2 separate regions of the Zea mays genome follow, and region 2 is linked to region 1. The links are chromatin contacts, called in public Hi-C maps. All regions are on one chromosome and are shown on one strand. Each heading gives the region's core, a stretch centred on a gene start, on an enhancer-like site or on the middle of the called end of the contact. The rest is flanking DNA. Distances are from core to core; before and after follow the strand shown.

Region 1 (7,932 bases), core at 1,614-4,113:
ACCTGCTGAGTTGCTGGGTCCTCAGTCACTTGCCCGTCTATTCGCAACAATACAAGCAAACATGGTACATGAGAAATTAACATCACACCAAAGATGATAACATACTGCATAATAATATTCTACGCATCGAAACGAGATCGTAGGTTCTAGAATCACTAAATTCGGAGTTATGGTTAAAGAGTTATGATTTTCTGAAGTTTTAAATGCTTAATATAGGATAAATTAAGTGTATCATTTTACTCTATGTTTCATGATGGAATAGAGTTACCAGATTATAAACAATATTAAAACAAAATTAATGCAACTGGAATGTATCAAAAAGGAATTAAAAATGGATATTCTATGAATTAAACAAGTTCCAGAATTATTTTTATACTAGAAAATCATTTTCTATATTAATTTACATAATTTATTAGGTTTATGGACTGCACACATTATTTTTGAGAATTTCAGGGTTTGTTTCATAAAAATCATGGACCCCAAAGTGAGATTCTTCGCACAGGTTGGGACTGCAGGTTCATAACCTAAAATTATAGGGCCACTTTAGCAAAATGGCATTGGTCAACGGCTACTTCTAATATGGATCATCTGATCTAACTCCAACGGATAAGATTAGATCGGACGCACAACGAAGCGGTACTCGCTGACAACTGCTGGATCCAAGATCCATGGCTTAGCCTTGTCCACGCACAACTCGTACTCGAGCCGATAGATCGGATCACAATGGTCACGATTCAACCCCCCTGAATCGGTACCCGGCTGCTAATCTCAGCCGCCCGCGCGGTAATCGGCGGTTAGAAACTGCCACCCGTCGCCACCGGTGGCCAGAGCGGTGGTGCCCCCACATGACGGCGACGCCATTACGGGCGTCAACTAAATCGACGCGACAGTGGCCCAAACACCATACCGAGCGGTGCCGAACGTAGCTAGGGATCTAGTGAGCTCAACAAGGACTTCTTACCAAAGGATCGCGTGGCGCAGAGGTCCAATACCAATGTCTTGCAGCACAGTGGTGATTTCCCAACCCCGACGAGCAATTCCGCACGCACAGACGTCACGTAGCCGCCGAGCCCTTCCCCATGATGTCCGCTGAGTTGCCTCGGTCACCTAGGGAACTCCACACCAATGGATAAGGGAAGTAGGCATCGATTTCTAGCGGTGGGTTGACTCCCGGATCGCCTCACGGCCGAGGGGTCTGACGGTGGAGGGATCGGGAGACGGGATGGTCAAGGGGGATGCGCGAGTCAGGCCCAAGGGTCCTGGCTTTTAACCCTGAGCACGGAGGAGGCCGACCCGATTTCCTCGGTAGCACAGCGCAAGGTGGTTGGAATAGCTCGTCCGCAAGTTGGGGACAATCCTGACAAGAAGGGTCCACTCGTAAGCGACCAGCACTACTTCCACTGGACAACACGCGCGGAATCAGTAGTTGACTAGTGGGTCCCACTCTGCAGTGGCACAAGGTGCGTGAGGTGGACTCTTACCGCATGGCCCCAGGTGTTAGCGAGGGTAGCAAATGCAAGGGCGACCGACCTCCTAGGCCCCACATGTCAGCGTCTCATATAAGCTGGGCCGCGCGGTAGGTGTTGTGTAAGGCCAGAGCGAAGTCCTAGGCCCAGGTCGGCGTTTTATGTTTTTCTTTTATTATTCCTGTTTTGTATTTCCTTCTAAATTTCCAAATTTTGATATTTGAATTTAAATTTTTGTTGGTAAGTTTCTTGCACAGATTAAGTGCACAAATAGTAGTATCATCATGAATAAATATATTTATATATATGTATATTTTCTTTAGTGCATATCCCTTTCTTTTGCTTCTCTTTCCTTTTCTATCTCATTTTCAAATTCTAGATCCCAATTTTGGGTAATCCCTAACTTCATTATTAATATATTATTATTATTAAGTTCACAAACAAATAACCTCCAACATGATGCATGGATTATTTATGTTTCCTTAGTCGACTTATCCACTTTAAACATGACCATTCATAAGTTCTAATGGACAGATTACAATGCATATATGGAGATTGATTCTTCTCTTTTATTATCCACAAGTTGGGTATTACACCCACGCCAGATCCGAACCCGGCCATAGATCATCAATCATGCGGTGGTGATTTAATGTGGACAAGGGGTACACCCCGTTCTAATCCTATCCGCTCACTCCCCATCCAACGGCTTCCAGCACTTCTTCTCCACCAACCCTAGCCGCGGCGGTGTTTAGAGTCCCGCGGTGGCACCCTCGCCGGAGATAGCTATCTCGGCACGACAGCGCCCATTCCTCATCGAAACTACTGATACGTGAGACGGAGGTCCAATAGAGAAAGTCCCAAACGACTTACCAGTTATCGTGCTTCACAGGACCTTGGCTACGAGGATGGCGGTTCTGGGTGGTTTAATTGCTCCGGCGAGAAATCCAGTGGTCACCACGGGCCCTTTCATCGAACGGGTGCAGCGGTCACCTTTGTTGTGTCGTGGTGTAGCTTTTCTTTGGCTAGTTCTTGAAGGACGATATCTGCACGTTTCCTTGGTGGCGGCAGCCTACACATGGCATGCGGCGGCTCCCTCACCCTCTACTTCGGCACGGCGACGATGTCACTACAGTTTGGTGAAGGTTGGTCTTTATACCCTATAGCTAGGCTGTGACAAGAGGGAGTCCGATTGAGATGGGATGGGGCGTGGCTGAGAATCCCGGCGGCTATGGCGAACTTCTATTGCGATTCGGACTCAGGGACAACGATGGAACTGACCAATGGGTCCCACCTGCAGAGAAGCAAGTGCACGCGGAGGAACTGGCTAGTGGAGCCCACAGATTAGCGAGCGCGACGTCTATTTCGCGGGCGTAGGGAGACCGATAAGTGGGCCTAGGCTGTCGGCCGACTAGATCACTTGGGCCGTGCCGAGAGGAAAGTGGGCCGACACATGGGAACAGTGTCGGGTCGTGCCCCAGTTTTGGGCCCATAATGGTTTTGGAAGTTGTAACGCCCTGAATTTGGGGTAGAATTTTTTCTTCTTTAATACTCACCAAATTCAGGCGTTACTTTCTTTTCTCTTCCCATTTCATTCCTTCTTCCCAATTTCAAAGCAGTATAGCGACTGGTGTCCGTATTGCGTGTGAACAAAAACCTAAGTTGTCATGGATGTTGCATCATGCCGAAGCATATTTCTTTTGTCTGATGTCGTGTTTAATCACGTGTTCGCCTCGTCTCATTTTGGATTCTGATCCGCGATTGGAATTCCGATCAGTGGTTGTGTGTGCCGTGGGATTTTTCCCGCGACCCAGCCCGGCCTGGCCCAACTCGGCCTGGCCCTGGCACGTGCGCCCCTGGCGCCCCTGCCTCTCTCCATGCATGCCCCCTCTTCTCTCTCTCTTTCCCTCATTCAATTTTCCCGCGCACAACTCCCTCTCCTCCCACCTCTCTCTCTTCTCCCTTGTGCCTTATGTGCTCCGGTGACGGTTATCGCCGGATTTGGATCCCTGACGTAAGCTCTCCCCCTCCCCTCTTCCTCTCTCTCTTTTTCCCTTCCTCCCCTTTCCCCTCTTCCCTGCGCGTATCCCGCCCTCCTCTCCCCTGCTCGCTCGTTCCTGGAGGCGCGACCCACCCCTGCGCGTGGCTCCTGACCCCAGCGGCGTAGCCATCCAGGCCCCTGGCGGCGCGGTCCGCCCCTGTGCGTGGCTCCCGGCCCCGGCGGTGCGGCCGTCCCGGCCCCCTGGCCTCCGGCGCGCGGCTCCCCCGGCTCCCGGCGGCGCGGCCGTCCCGGCCCTCGGGCGCGGCCCCTGGCCCCTTGGCGCGGCCGTCCCGGCCTCGGTGCGCGTGACCCCTGCATGCACCCCAGCGCGGCTCGCATGGCCTCGGCACGGCCTCGCGCGCCCCCGGCACGCGCAACGCGTTCTCGCGTGTGCAGCCCCACGCGCGTGGTGATTGGTTTTTTGTTTTAATTAATTTTAAACTTTGTTTAATTAACGTGTTGCATCGCTCGCTTCGTCGCGCGGCGAATTAGTTTGATTTTAGATTCTATTAATGTGCTGCGATGCGCGCTTTGTCGCGCGACGATCCATTTTAATTTTAGATTATTTAATGTGTGGCATCGTGCATCCAGCCACGCGATGTTTCGTTTTAAATTCAGTTTAGATGACGTATGCCGTCATGCGCTTGAAAGGGAATGTGCCCTTGGGCCATTTCCAAAGTATTTTGGTGATTAAGTGCCAACACAAAGTGAGTGAGTAATTATGTGCCAAATGATGGATGAAGTGCAAATCAACACTAAGGTATGATTCTAGACTTAGTACATTGGTTTTTGTGTACTAATATATTTGTCTAAGTGCTGGAATCAGAGAAAAGAGAAGAAGAAATGAACTTGGCTCGAAGCAGCCAAGACTCAGCTAAGTCTGGCACACCAGACTGTCCGGTGGTGCACCGGATAGTGTTCGGTGGTGCACGGGACAGTGTCCGGTGCGCTAGGCTGGCTTCTGGTGAACTGGCCACTCTTAGGAATTCGTCGGTGGCATATGGCTATAATTCACCGGACTGTCCGGTGAGCCAACGGCCTCCAGCGCAACGGTCGGCCGCCAAATCCGCGGGCGACGCGTGGCCCGCTCCAACGGCCGGGAAGTGATACCGGACTGTCCGGTGTGCACTGAACAGTGTCCGGTGCTCCAACGGCTACATTTCTGCAACGGTCGGCTGTGCCATTTTAGGAAGGCAATCTGCACCGGACATTGAACAGTAGTTGTCCGGTGGTGCACTGGACTGTCCGGTGCGCCACCCGACAGAAGGCAAGAATTGCCTTCCCAGATTGCTTCCAACGGCTCCTAGCTGCCCTGGGGCTATAAAAGGGACCCCTAGGCGCAAGGAGGAGTCACCCAAGCATTCTTTGATCATCTCTAAGCACCAAGACTCCATTCTCGTGCATTCGATTCTTTGTGATAAGTGACTTGAGCTCTAGTTGAGTAGAGAACTCCCCGCATTGTGTTGTGAGCTCAAGTTGTGGCTTGTGTGCGTGTTTGTATTCGTGCTTTGAGTCTTGTGTGTGTTGCTCTCCCCTCCCTTACTTCCGTGCTTCTTTGTGATCATCAATTGTAAGGGCGAGAGGCTCCAAGTTGTGGAGATTCCTCGCGAACGGGATAGAGCAAAAGAAAGGAAAACACTGTGGTATTCAAGTTGATCATTGGATCACTTGAAAGGGGTTGAGTGCAACCCTCGTCCATTGGGACGCGACAACATGGAGTAGACAAGTGTTACTTGGCCGAACCATGGGATAATCACCGTGTCTCTTGTGCTTGTTTTCTTCGTGACCATTGTGTTTCACAAGAGCTTGGTCCTTAGCCACTTGATTCTATTGAGCTAACACTTAATCAAGCTTTGTGGCTACAAGTGTTTGATTTTTACAGGATCACCTATTCACCCCCCCTCTAGGTGCTCTCAATTGGTATCAGAGCCATTCTCTTCACACAAGGGACTAATCGCCCGAAGAGATGGATCCTAAGGGAAAGGGGATGGTTGTCAACGACAAGACAAAGGAGTCCATAGTTAACGAGCCAAGAGATGATAAGCCCTCAGACTCTGGCTCGAGTCATAAGAAGGAGGACAGGAAGAAGAAGAGGCGCATCAAGAAGATCGTCTACTACGACAGCGACGAGTCTTCTTCTTCCCCAAGAGATGACGAATACGAAGAGAAAAAGAAACCGGTTAATTCGAATTTTTCTTTTGATTATTCTTGTATTCCGTTTAATACCAATGCTCATTTACTTTCAATTCCACTCGGGAAACCTCCGCACTTTGATGGAGAAGACTACCCATTTTGGAGTCACAAAATGCGTAGTCACCTATTCTCTCTCCATCCAAGTATTTGGGAGATTGTTGAAAACAGAATGCTTTTTGATAGTACTGACAACCCCGTTTTCATTAATGAGCAAATCCATAAAAATGCACAAGCTACCACTGTTTTGCTAGCATCCTTGTGCAGGGACGAGTACAATAAGGTGAGCGGCTTGGACAACGCCAAGCAAATCTAGGACACCCTCAAGATCTCTCATGAGGGGAACGACGCCACCATGATCACCAAGATGGAGTTAGTGGAAGGCGAACTAGGGAGGTTCGCAATGATCAGGGGAGAGGATCCAACGCAAACGTACAACTAGCTCAAGACCCTGGTCAACAAAATCAGGAGCTATGGAAGCACGAGATGGATCGATCACGACGTCGTCCGGCTTATGCTCAGGTCCTTCACTGTTCTTGATCCTCATCTTGTGAATTCAATCCGTGAGAATCCTAGGTACACAAAGATGACACCCGAGGAAATACTCGGAAAGTTTGTAAGCGGGCGTATGATGATCAAGGAGGCAAGATATGTTGATGAGGCATTGAATGGCCCAATGCCTATCTACGAGCTTCAAACCGTTGCTCTCAAAGCAACAAGCAGCAGGGAGGTGCTACCTAGCAAGGTGGCGCAAGTTGAGGCGGCCGGGCTAAACGAGGATGAAATGGCCCTCATCATCAAGCGCTTCAAGACGGCGCTAAAAGGACGCAAGGAGCATCCCAACAAAAGCAAGACAAAGGGAAAGCGCTCTTGCTTCAAGTCCGGTAAGACTGGTCACTTTATTGCTAACTATCCCGATAATGATAGTGACTAGGGACAAGAAAAGAGCGGGAAGAGGGAGAAAAAGAAGTCCTACAAGAAGGTGAAGGGCGAGGCGCACCTTGGCAAGGAGTGGGATTCGGATTGCTCTTCGTCTGACTCCGACGACAAAGGACTCACCGCCTCGGCCTTCAACAAGTCGTCTCTCTTCCCCAACGAGCGCCACACCTGCCTCATGGCAAAGGAGAAAAAGGTAAACGCTCGAGATACCTCTACGTATGTTTCTTCAAGTGATGATGAATCTAGTGATGATGAAGTAGACTACATAAGTTTATTCAAAGGTTTAGATAGAACTAAAATTGATAAGATCAATGAATTGATTGATGCTTTAAATGAGAAGAATAGATTGTTAGAGAAACAAGAAGATATTTTATATGAAGAGCATGACAAATTCATTAGTGTGCAAAAATCTCTTGCTTTAGAAGTAAAAAGGAATGAGATGCTTTCCTCCGAATTATCTACTTGTCATGAAACTGTGTCTAGCTTAAGAAGTATTAATGATGATTTAAATGCTAAGCTAGAAGTTGTTAATAAATCTAGTTCTTGTGTAGAGCATGTTGTTATCTGTAATAGATGTAAGTGAAAGCTCTCTTGTGGTTTTAGTGTTTGGATGACAACTCAATTAAAGGACTAACAAGTGTGTTAAGTGTTGAACAGGTGCTTAGTGTAAAGCTGACAGGGTTCAACACAAGTGAACAAATGTGATGGTCCAAGAACTGGATTATGGATACATGATGGACATCACAAGTAGGATGGACATTGCAAAAGTGATACTCGGGTGAGTAGCTCGGAGACAACTGATCAAGCCAAGGACTGAGGCAAGAAGAGCTTCGAGGTACCAAGTGCACGGGAGAAGGTCAAGGAGACTGAGGAACCCAAAGCCAAGGGTGAAGAAGAAGGCTTGCAAAGTCGAGGGTGATCGAGTTGAGAACAGCTACGACACATCAAGGATCACTACATAAGGACGTGACTTACAACCAATGAGGTAAAAGCTACAGTCATGTGGTGTAAGTCATAAGGCTCAAGATCAAGCTCTAAGAAGGAGATCAAGGTCACTAGAAGGAGAACAAGTGTCAAAACCAGAACTGGAAGCAGCCCAAAAGAGCTAAGTTCATGTCGATCTTTAGTTTGGGTTGTTCCTATGTTTGGAAATGTTCTATGTGACCTTTGCAGGATGTTGGAGCTAAGAAATGTCAATCTAGATCAAGTCAAGCCAACTTGATGATTTATGAGTCCAACATCAAAGCTCAAGCATGTGGAATGCTATAGATTTAATGGTTAAGAGAAGGTATGTTTCTA
Region 2 (7,932 bases), core at 1,747-4,246, 330 kb before region 1:
AATTTTGGCAAATATATGGTGGATAACAGAACTGTTTGAATTCTTAGAAGTGCAGTGCTTTGTGGTGAAGCATAGTTTCTAAAGGGGGGATGATTTACAAGGGTGTGGGTTTGTACTCTAATGAAGTCTAAGCAATCATGCATATTTTGTTGTTGGGTAGCATATCAGCTTGAAACACTACAGATGACATGGCATTTTCATTACTCTTCTTTTACCCCTCACATTAAAAGCAGATTTTAAGCAACAAAAACCGATCTATATTTTTTCCATTTTGTGGGCCTACAGGTATCATGTGTAAGCCCAGAAAAGTGGCTATTGGATCAGCCTTGTCAATACTAGTTTTTGTTGAAAGAAAAAGTCTAAGGATGCTTGATTACTAACAATCTGCTCATATAGAAAAGAAATGGAGTTTCATACCGGATGCGGAATCAACAAAGTTCCCATTAATGAGGAGCTTTGTGTAGTTCACATGGACTGACGGCGTGATGGGCTCCTCTACTGCTGCTGCAGTGCTGAACCTCTGAAGGACACCTGGCAACAGCCTGTGCATCCCATCTGCAGGCACTGTGGTAATATGCTATTTACTCATAGATGCCAAGACTCATAGAAACATAGTAGCGAATTTCTGAGAAACAAATACATTAAATGAGGCCTGGCTTTATATATGGCTAAGGGAAGGGATTTCTATTTTCCTAACGCCCCGTTTGGATCACTGGAATTGAATTCTATTCTAATAATAGTAATTTAGTCATATACCAATTAAGCTAATTCACTTTTATACAAAATATATTTGTATACTATTATTAGCAAGATGTCCTAAATATTTATTTGCTACATTTTTACTATAAAGGAGTAGAACGAAGAGTGTCATGTAAGTTACATATTAGAAACAAATTCTAATCATGCATAAAATCATTTCCTATCCTACACCCTATGAATTTGAGATAGTCTTATATCTGAACTTTGGAAAGTGGTGGAATGCCAAATTCCAAACTAAATAAGTTACTTTATTGAGTGAATTCCAATTCCTTTAAAATGAAGGGATCCAAACGCCCCGTAAGAGAAATTAGTTTATTTTCTCTTGGGAAAATAGGAATCTTTTGGAAAAATAGAGTTCTCAAATTAGTCCTAAAAGAGACATTCTGACCATATCTGGTGCCCCAAAGCATGAATATCCCTAAACATGGCATAGCAAGACAAAGGCGCATTGTATGTGATATATCCTTTTTGTTTCTATACATATAGCGCTATTTCACACACGTGGTGAATTTTTTTTCTTGGAATTCAGCAATAGTGAATTGAAATTACCACACTATATTTGTTGAAGATTTTGTAGCAGAACAGAAGGAGGTTGGAACACATCATTTTGTGGCACTGGGCTAATGGCAATGTTGCGTAAAGCAATAGATGGAAGATGCTTTGTTCTGTTACATCAGAACTGGCTACCTTTGACATTTCACTAAGTTGATCATGAATTTCTTGACGTAAACAGATCATGGTTGTCCTTTACAATCTGTAGAATTTCGTGAGTGGCCAGCCACCAATAATCCAATATCAAGCAGTTGGGGGTAGCAAACAAAATTGCAGAGAACCAAAAGCTCTGGTTTTCCACAGTGCTGACAAGGACCGGAGGAAAAAATCGGCATCTTATCGTATCCCGGAAAATTCTTATCTGTGGAGCGGAAAAGTCCAAACACCTATTCAAGCCATGACTCTCAGTGTCAGTGATGACGCACAAGGCCAAGAAGTCACACATCCCGAGTCCTAAGGGTGAGGGCAAAGGTGGAATTGGAAATGGCCATAATTGCAGAAGGCACGCAAGACGATGGTGGGTAAAGGCGACGTTGGACAGAAGAGTCGAGTGGCCGATATCTCCAAGAGATGAGGACTGGTACTGTACACACAGCTAGTGGTAGACAGAGCAAGAGAAATGAAGATGAGGTGATCACTCAGAAGAACTAATTGTAGAGAGATTACATGAGAAAATCATGTATGTGTTTTTGTTTTTTTTTTAAAAAAAAGCGAAATCTACAAGGTTCAACCTTTACGTCAGGAGTCATCTATGGAGCAAAAGGAAGCCAGCCAAATCTGACAACAATCTAAAGGCGATACTAATTGTAGAGAGATTACATGTGAAAATCATGTATGTGTTTTTATATTTTTTTTGAAAAAAAAAGAAGGCGAAATCTACAAGGTTCAACAACCTTTACGTCAGCAGTGATCTATGGAGCAAAAGGAAGCAAGCCAAATCTGACAACAATCTAAAGACCGCACCTCTACACACGGGCATCACAAGTTTTAAACACCCAGGAATTCAGATAGTGATGCCTGCTCGACTGATCAGATCCAAAGCGCAACAAGAAAAAGATGACACCACACGACATATTTATCCCGATCCCCTTGAAGCGAACAAAGAAACCCGGGGGGAAACAGAGGTGGGGGCATGCGGTGGTATCATCATGAACAAAGACAAGATCAAAGACAAGATCAGGAACCCGTAATACAAAAAAAATAGAGAACAAAAAAATCCTGTTACGAACACGAAACAGGGACCGCCGCAAGACCAAAATCCATAGCAGTGTACTAGTGGTACGGGCATATTGTGAGGTCCAAGAAGCCCGGAGCAATGAATCGAAACAATACCTGTCCTGCGCGGCGCAGAGGGGGCAGCGGGCGGCGCGCCGGCAGGGGCCCTCGCCAGGAGGCAGCGGGAGACGAGCGAGGACGCGGCCCTCCGAGCCATGCGGGAAATTTATTGCGCCCGCCGAAAATCGAAGCCTCCGCTACTGGTTCCTCCGATCCTCCGCAGGCGCAGTAATGGAAGCGGATGTCCTCCTCTAGTACTTGCAGCAGTGCCCGCCCGCAGCAGGAGAAGCGGCAGGCAGAGGAGGTTGGTTGGTTGGTGTGGGAGTGAGGACCAGTAAGTAATGGCTGCCGGTGCCTGGTGCCTCCCCCTTTGCGGCTTTGCCCCCTCTTGCGCTTGGATTTGGTTTGGGCTTTTGGGATTTCAGGGCTCGAATGGGAAAACGAGGGTGTTTATGGCGTTATTTTAAGAGCAAGTTTAATAATAAAGTTTATTGTTAGCTTTAAATTCTTACTAGTCGGTTGCCCGCGACGGCTTACAACAATACCCACGTAAACTATCCATCAAAAAATTTCAAGATTTTTTATTGATTGTCTCCGCTCTCTGTATAATATATTTTTTGATTTGGCTAACTGATGTTATTGTTTACTCCATGCAAATATGTCTTGGTACAACACGGCCAATAAAGTGAGCGATTAGAAGAGAGTTCACAACGATTGACTGAATGAATAGAGATTATAAAATGACATAATTTCATCATACAGAGACCAAATAAGAGAGTTTATGAGATCAAGTTTCTAAAATAAGTCCCAAGTCAAACTTATAAAAAAGATAAATCAAAATATGGAGTGATTGCTAAAATCAGGCATCAATAAAACTGGATACGCTCCATATAACTTATGCTACTTCATAGCAATTACTAACGTTTAAAACCAACAAATAACCTTTCATTTTGTTGTTAGTGTGACAAATCATTGCTGCTCCATCCAATTCAGCAACCTCAAACACCATGTAGTCCATTGTGGTCTCAGAAACGACCTAATGCTTTCAAGAGCCAAGAACGTCGTGTCGTGCTTGGGCTGTAGCCTCGGCCCGTAGTGCTGGCCCGGCCCGACACGATTATTTTTCTATTTTACAAAAAAACGTATATACCTATATACAATTTATATTCAATATTAAAAATATCTTAGTGTGATGTTCTAGTGGTTAGACAGTTTCACCTAGTGTCTCCTGCACTTCTTCTATCAGGGGCATGTGTTCGAACCCCACCTCCTGCACCATTTTTTTAATATTTTACGCTGATTTAATTAAATGGATCGACGGGCTAACGGGCTGGCCCGACACAGTTAGCAGACCGGCATGAAGTGTTTGTGCCATAATTGTGGCCCGCGTGCCGATTTAATTAAATGGATCGACGGGCTAACGGGCTGGCCCGACATAGTTAGCAGACTGACATGACGTGCCTGTGCTATAGTTGTGGCCCGCATGCATCTAGCCCGTGTCGGGCATCGTTTGGCATCTATAGACGTGCAGCAGATTAATTTGAAATAGCTGTGAGGGGTTATTTGTAGCTTTAAGTATAGTATAGATTATATCATCTAGAACTAGAACCAATAATAAACACACTTATATAATAAAGCTGATTTTAAGGTTGGCTCTTAGATAAATCTCTCGTCTTTTTCTTTTTCATCATTTTATCTTTAAACTCATGTAACACCTAGCTCTTACATAAAACATTACTCGCTCTACTTTTTAATGTCAGGTTTAGAGCTTATTATTATACTTGATCTGAATGGATATATGATGAGGCTGGCGCTGTGGATGGGATGGATGTGGGGCCCACAAAAGGGTGGTGGGGTGTGTGAACTACTAGCTGCACCAGGCCAGCAGGTTCAGATGGTGAGGCCGTGGACTTTTCTAATTTAAGGGAAGAAAAAAAAACTACCTCATCTTCATTTCTGGCCGTTGAAATTATGGGATTAACCAAGGAAAGCAGTAATTATGACATTGGTAGTAGGATACTATGGTGAAATTAGTTGTCGCCGGCTGCAAGTATGTCCGTGGGCTAGGGCATATTTGGATCTATGAGTTAGGCCTACTTACTAGTTTGGACAAAAAAAATAATAATTTAAATTAGTTAAGCTTAGGTAGTCATGCTTGAAATTGGATCTATGAGGTAGCAAGTAACTATTAGTTAAAAAGTTATCATCTAGAGAGAGAGAAAAAATCATTTTATGAAATTCTGTGAATCGCCGCCTAATCGCGTTTGTAGTCATGCTTGAAGTGGGCGGGCTCACACAGAGAAAGCGTTATGTACCGTCAGGCAGTGCTGTCACGTACAGAAGATTAGCAGCTAAAATATTATATCCGTCGACATACAGCATATCTATATCTGACTTGACACATAAACCGTATCCAAATATATATTGGCTACAAAACAAAGAAAAAATGTGAATGTATTATATTATTGAAATATCGTCAATTATTTGTAAATAAAGGTAAACAATTATAATAGAGCAAGAAAAGAACACTAATTAATAGTCTAATAGTCATAGATATATTGAATATATGAGTATTTTTATAATAATAAATGAAAACATATGTGTTCTTAAGACGGCTATAAATTACTCTACAAATTTGTAGCTGTAAGGGCATTACAATCCCATTAATTATGGGGTCTCTAGAGATGTAAGTGAAAACAAAATCAAGAGACGAGCTCTTCAGGAAGAGTTTGTCTCCACACGACTATCGATACATATTGTCTACTAACTGCACTTATGATCTATAGGATCAGAATTGTATCATGAAGTCTCTTAGTTTTCTCTTATACTAATCGAGCCAATAACTCAAGGTTATACACGCCCTAAGGGTAACTAGTCAAATGCTTATGCATCTGTTGAGCACTAATTTGAGCCGGCGGACGGTCCGGCCCTGAGGGCGGACGGTCCGCGGTCCGAACAGTCCGCGCCTGTGGGCCGGACGGTCCGCGCAGGCGCAGAACATATTAGGGTTCCGAGTTTCTTGCTATGTTCATTGGCGAGAATCTCGGGATAAACTCGGAGATTTGTTTGTAACGGGTCCAGCCTCACTCCTCTATAAATAGAGAGGTATACGGCCGATTTGGGAGAACGAATCGAACCTTCAACCAATACAATTTATATTTTATCCTAGGAGTAGTTCTAGTCTAGTTTAGATTTAGTCTTCCAATCCCCAAATCCTCCGCTTCTCTTCGACTCTACGTCGATTAGAGTAGTCTAGGTCAATCTACCCGAGCCTAGACACCACCTAGGATCTCTACTCCCCGACGGGGTCCCTCCTGGGAGCGAGATCCAGGCGCCGCCGGCGATCCTCCGCCGCCCCTGCGCACGCGCGGACCGTCTGGCCCTAGGGCGCGGACCATCCGGCCGTCAGGCAGGGAACCCTAGCTCCTGCGCCAGGTCGCGGACCGTCCGGCCCTGTGTCGCGGACCGTCCGCGCCTGACCAGAGAGCACCGCCACGGTTCTTGTTGAGTGTTTGGCGCCTCCAAAAAGGCCTTTATATGTTCAGGCTTCATTGGTTTATTTGAGTGGGTTGTCATGACATTTGGCCTAAAAATGCTGGTGCTACTTATCAGAGAACTATGAATTTGATCTTCCATGAGCTGTTAGGAAACACTGTGGAAGTCTACATTGATGATATTGTGGTCAAATCGGTTGAGTTTAGTTCTCATATAGCTGATTTACGCAAAGCCTTAGATAAAATGCGTCGGTATGGTTTGAAAATGAACCCACGTAAGTGTGCTTTTGGAGTGTCGGCTGGTAAGTTTTTAGAATTTGTCATCCATGAACATGGTATAGAGATAGACCCTGACCGAATCAAGTCTATTCGGAATGTGGGACCTCCGACCTGTAAGGTCGAAGTACAGAAGTTTCTGGGCAAGGTGAATTATTTACGAAGGTTTATTTCTAACCTAGCCGGGAAGATTGATGCATTCACCCCTATTCTTCGGCTTAAGAATGATGCCGAATTCGCTTGGGGGGCAGAACAGCAAGAAGCATTTGATCTCATTAAAAAATACTTATCTTTGGCTCCCATATTAAAAGCACCACGAGCAGGAGTACCATTCCGATTATACATTGCAGCTGAAGATAAGGTCATTGGGGTTGTTCTGACACAAGAGACTGAAGGAAAGGAGCATGTGGTGACATATCTAAGTCGGAGGTTGGTGGATGCTGAAACGAGGTACACTTTTATTGAGAAGTTATGCTTATGCTTGTTTTATGCATGCACCAAATGTAGATGTTATTTACTGTCTAGTCATTGCACTGTTTCTGGTCAAGCCGATGTGATCAAGTATATGTTGCATAACCCAATTATGAGTGGTAGAATTGGTAAGTGGGCTTATGCACTCATAGAATATGACTTGGCCTATGCACCAAATTCCTTGATGAGTGATGAAGTCTACCGCCGAACAGTCAACGACGTCCTGCTTAAGTGCTTGGGCCCAGATGATGCTATATTAGCCATGGCCGAAGTACATGAAGGAATTTGTGGTACCCATCAACCGGCTCCAAAGATGAAGTGGTTGTTGCGAAGGTCTGGTTTTTATTGGCCTAATATGATAGCAGATTGTTTTAAGTACTACAAGGGTTGCCAAGTGTGTCAAAAATTCGGCGACCTACAGTTGGTCCCTGCAGCCGAATTACATCCTATCATCAAGCCTTGTCCTTTCAGAGGATGGGGGTTAGACTTTATTGGGGAAATTCACCCTTCATCATCAAAGGGGCATCGGTTCGTGTTAGTTGCCACTGACTACTTTACCAAATGGACTGAATGTTAGTCTGAATAAGATTTGTCACGTGTAATCTAGTTGGAACATTTGTGTTTACGTTATCTAGTCTTAGTGGCGTAGCTTTGTGGGTGATCAGTGTTGTGCCTGGCACCACAAACCGCTTTGGTGTTTGTTGACCCCGTCGCACTCGCGCTGCGCATGCACATGATCTGCGTGATCCGAAAATGGTGGAGATCATGGGGCACGATGGCGACGGGGTGGAGGGCTTTCAAGCCTGTGTAAGCACCGTTCATTTATTCAGTGAAAAAACCCAAAAAAGCTGCGGCACATTGCGCAGGCAAAAATCATCTGTTCTAACCTGTGTGTGTCCGCGCGCTCAGCCTTCCTCGCTCTCGCTGCAGTCACCACACCTGTCTGCGTTCGCCGTCGCGGCTGTACTCGTCGCTCGTTGATCCGGCCGGGGATCCAACATCTGGTATCAGAGCGCGGTTTATGTTCTACGGTGGATCTGTCTGTCCACCGCGAGAACCCCAAGGAAGAAGTTCGTCGTTCCTTGGAGATCGCCTGTGAAGGATC

The links. A called contact is a pair of places that touch in the nucleus more often than the background predicts.
Region 2: a contact with region 1 is called in a Hi-C map of ear, with 2.7 times the contacts expected there. The contact joins the promoter of LOC732806 here to the enhancer-like site in region 1. A contact is called at or near these places in 2 of 25 Hi-C or Micro-C datasets (ear and leaf).

What each region holds. Positions count from the first base shown.
Region 1 is chr9:36,105,767-36,113,698 of Zm-B73-REFERENCE-NAM-5.0, reverse strand. No RefSeq gene overlaps it. Among protein-coding and RNA genes, the nearest start is that of LOC111590253, 120 kb to the left of the region's middle. Within about 2 kb of position 2,863, at least 16 of the 20 cell types and tissues checked have an H3K27ac peak or open chromatin away from gene starts, as enhancers often do. A contact at or near this core is called in ear and leaf, where this site is marked.
Region 2 is chr9:36,436,181-36,444,112 of Zm-B73-REFERENCE-NAM-5.0, reverse strand. It overlaps LOC732806 (restorer of fertility 2), which reads right to left and starts at 2,996. Exons shown (of 11, transcript NM_001112421.1): 1 at 2,644-2,996; 2 at 418-564. The coding sequence starts at 2,743.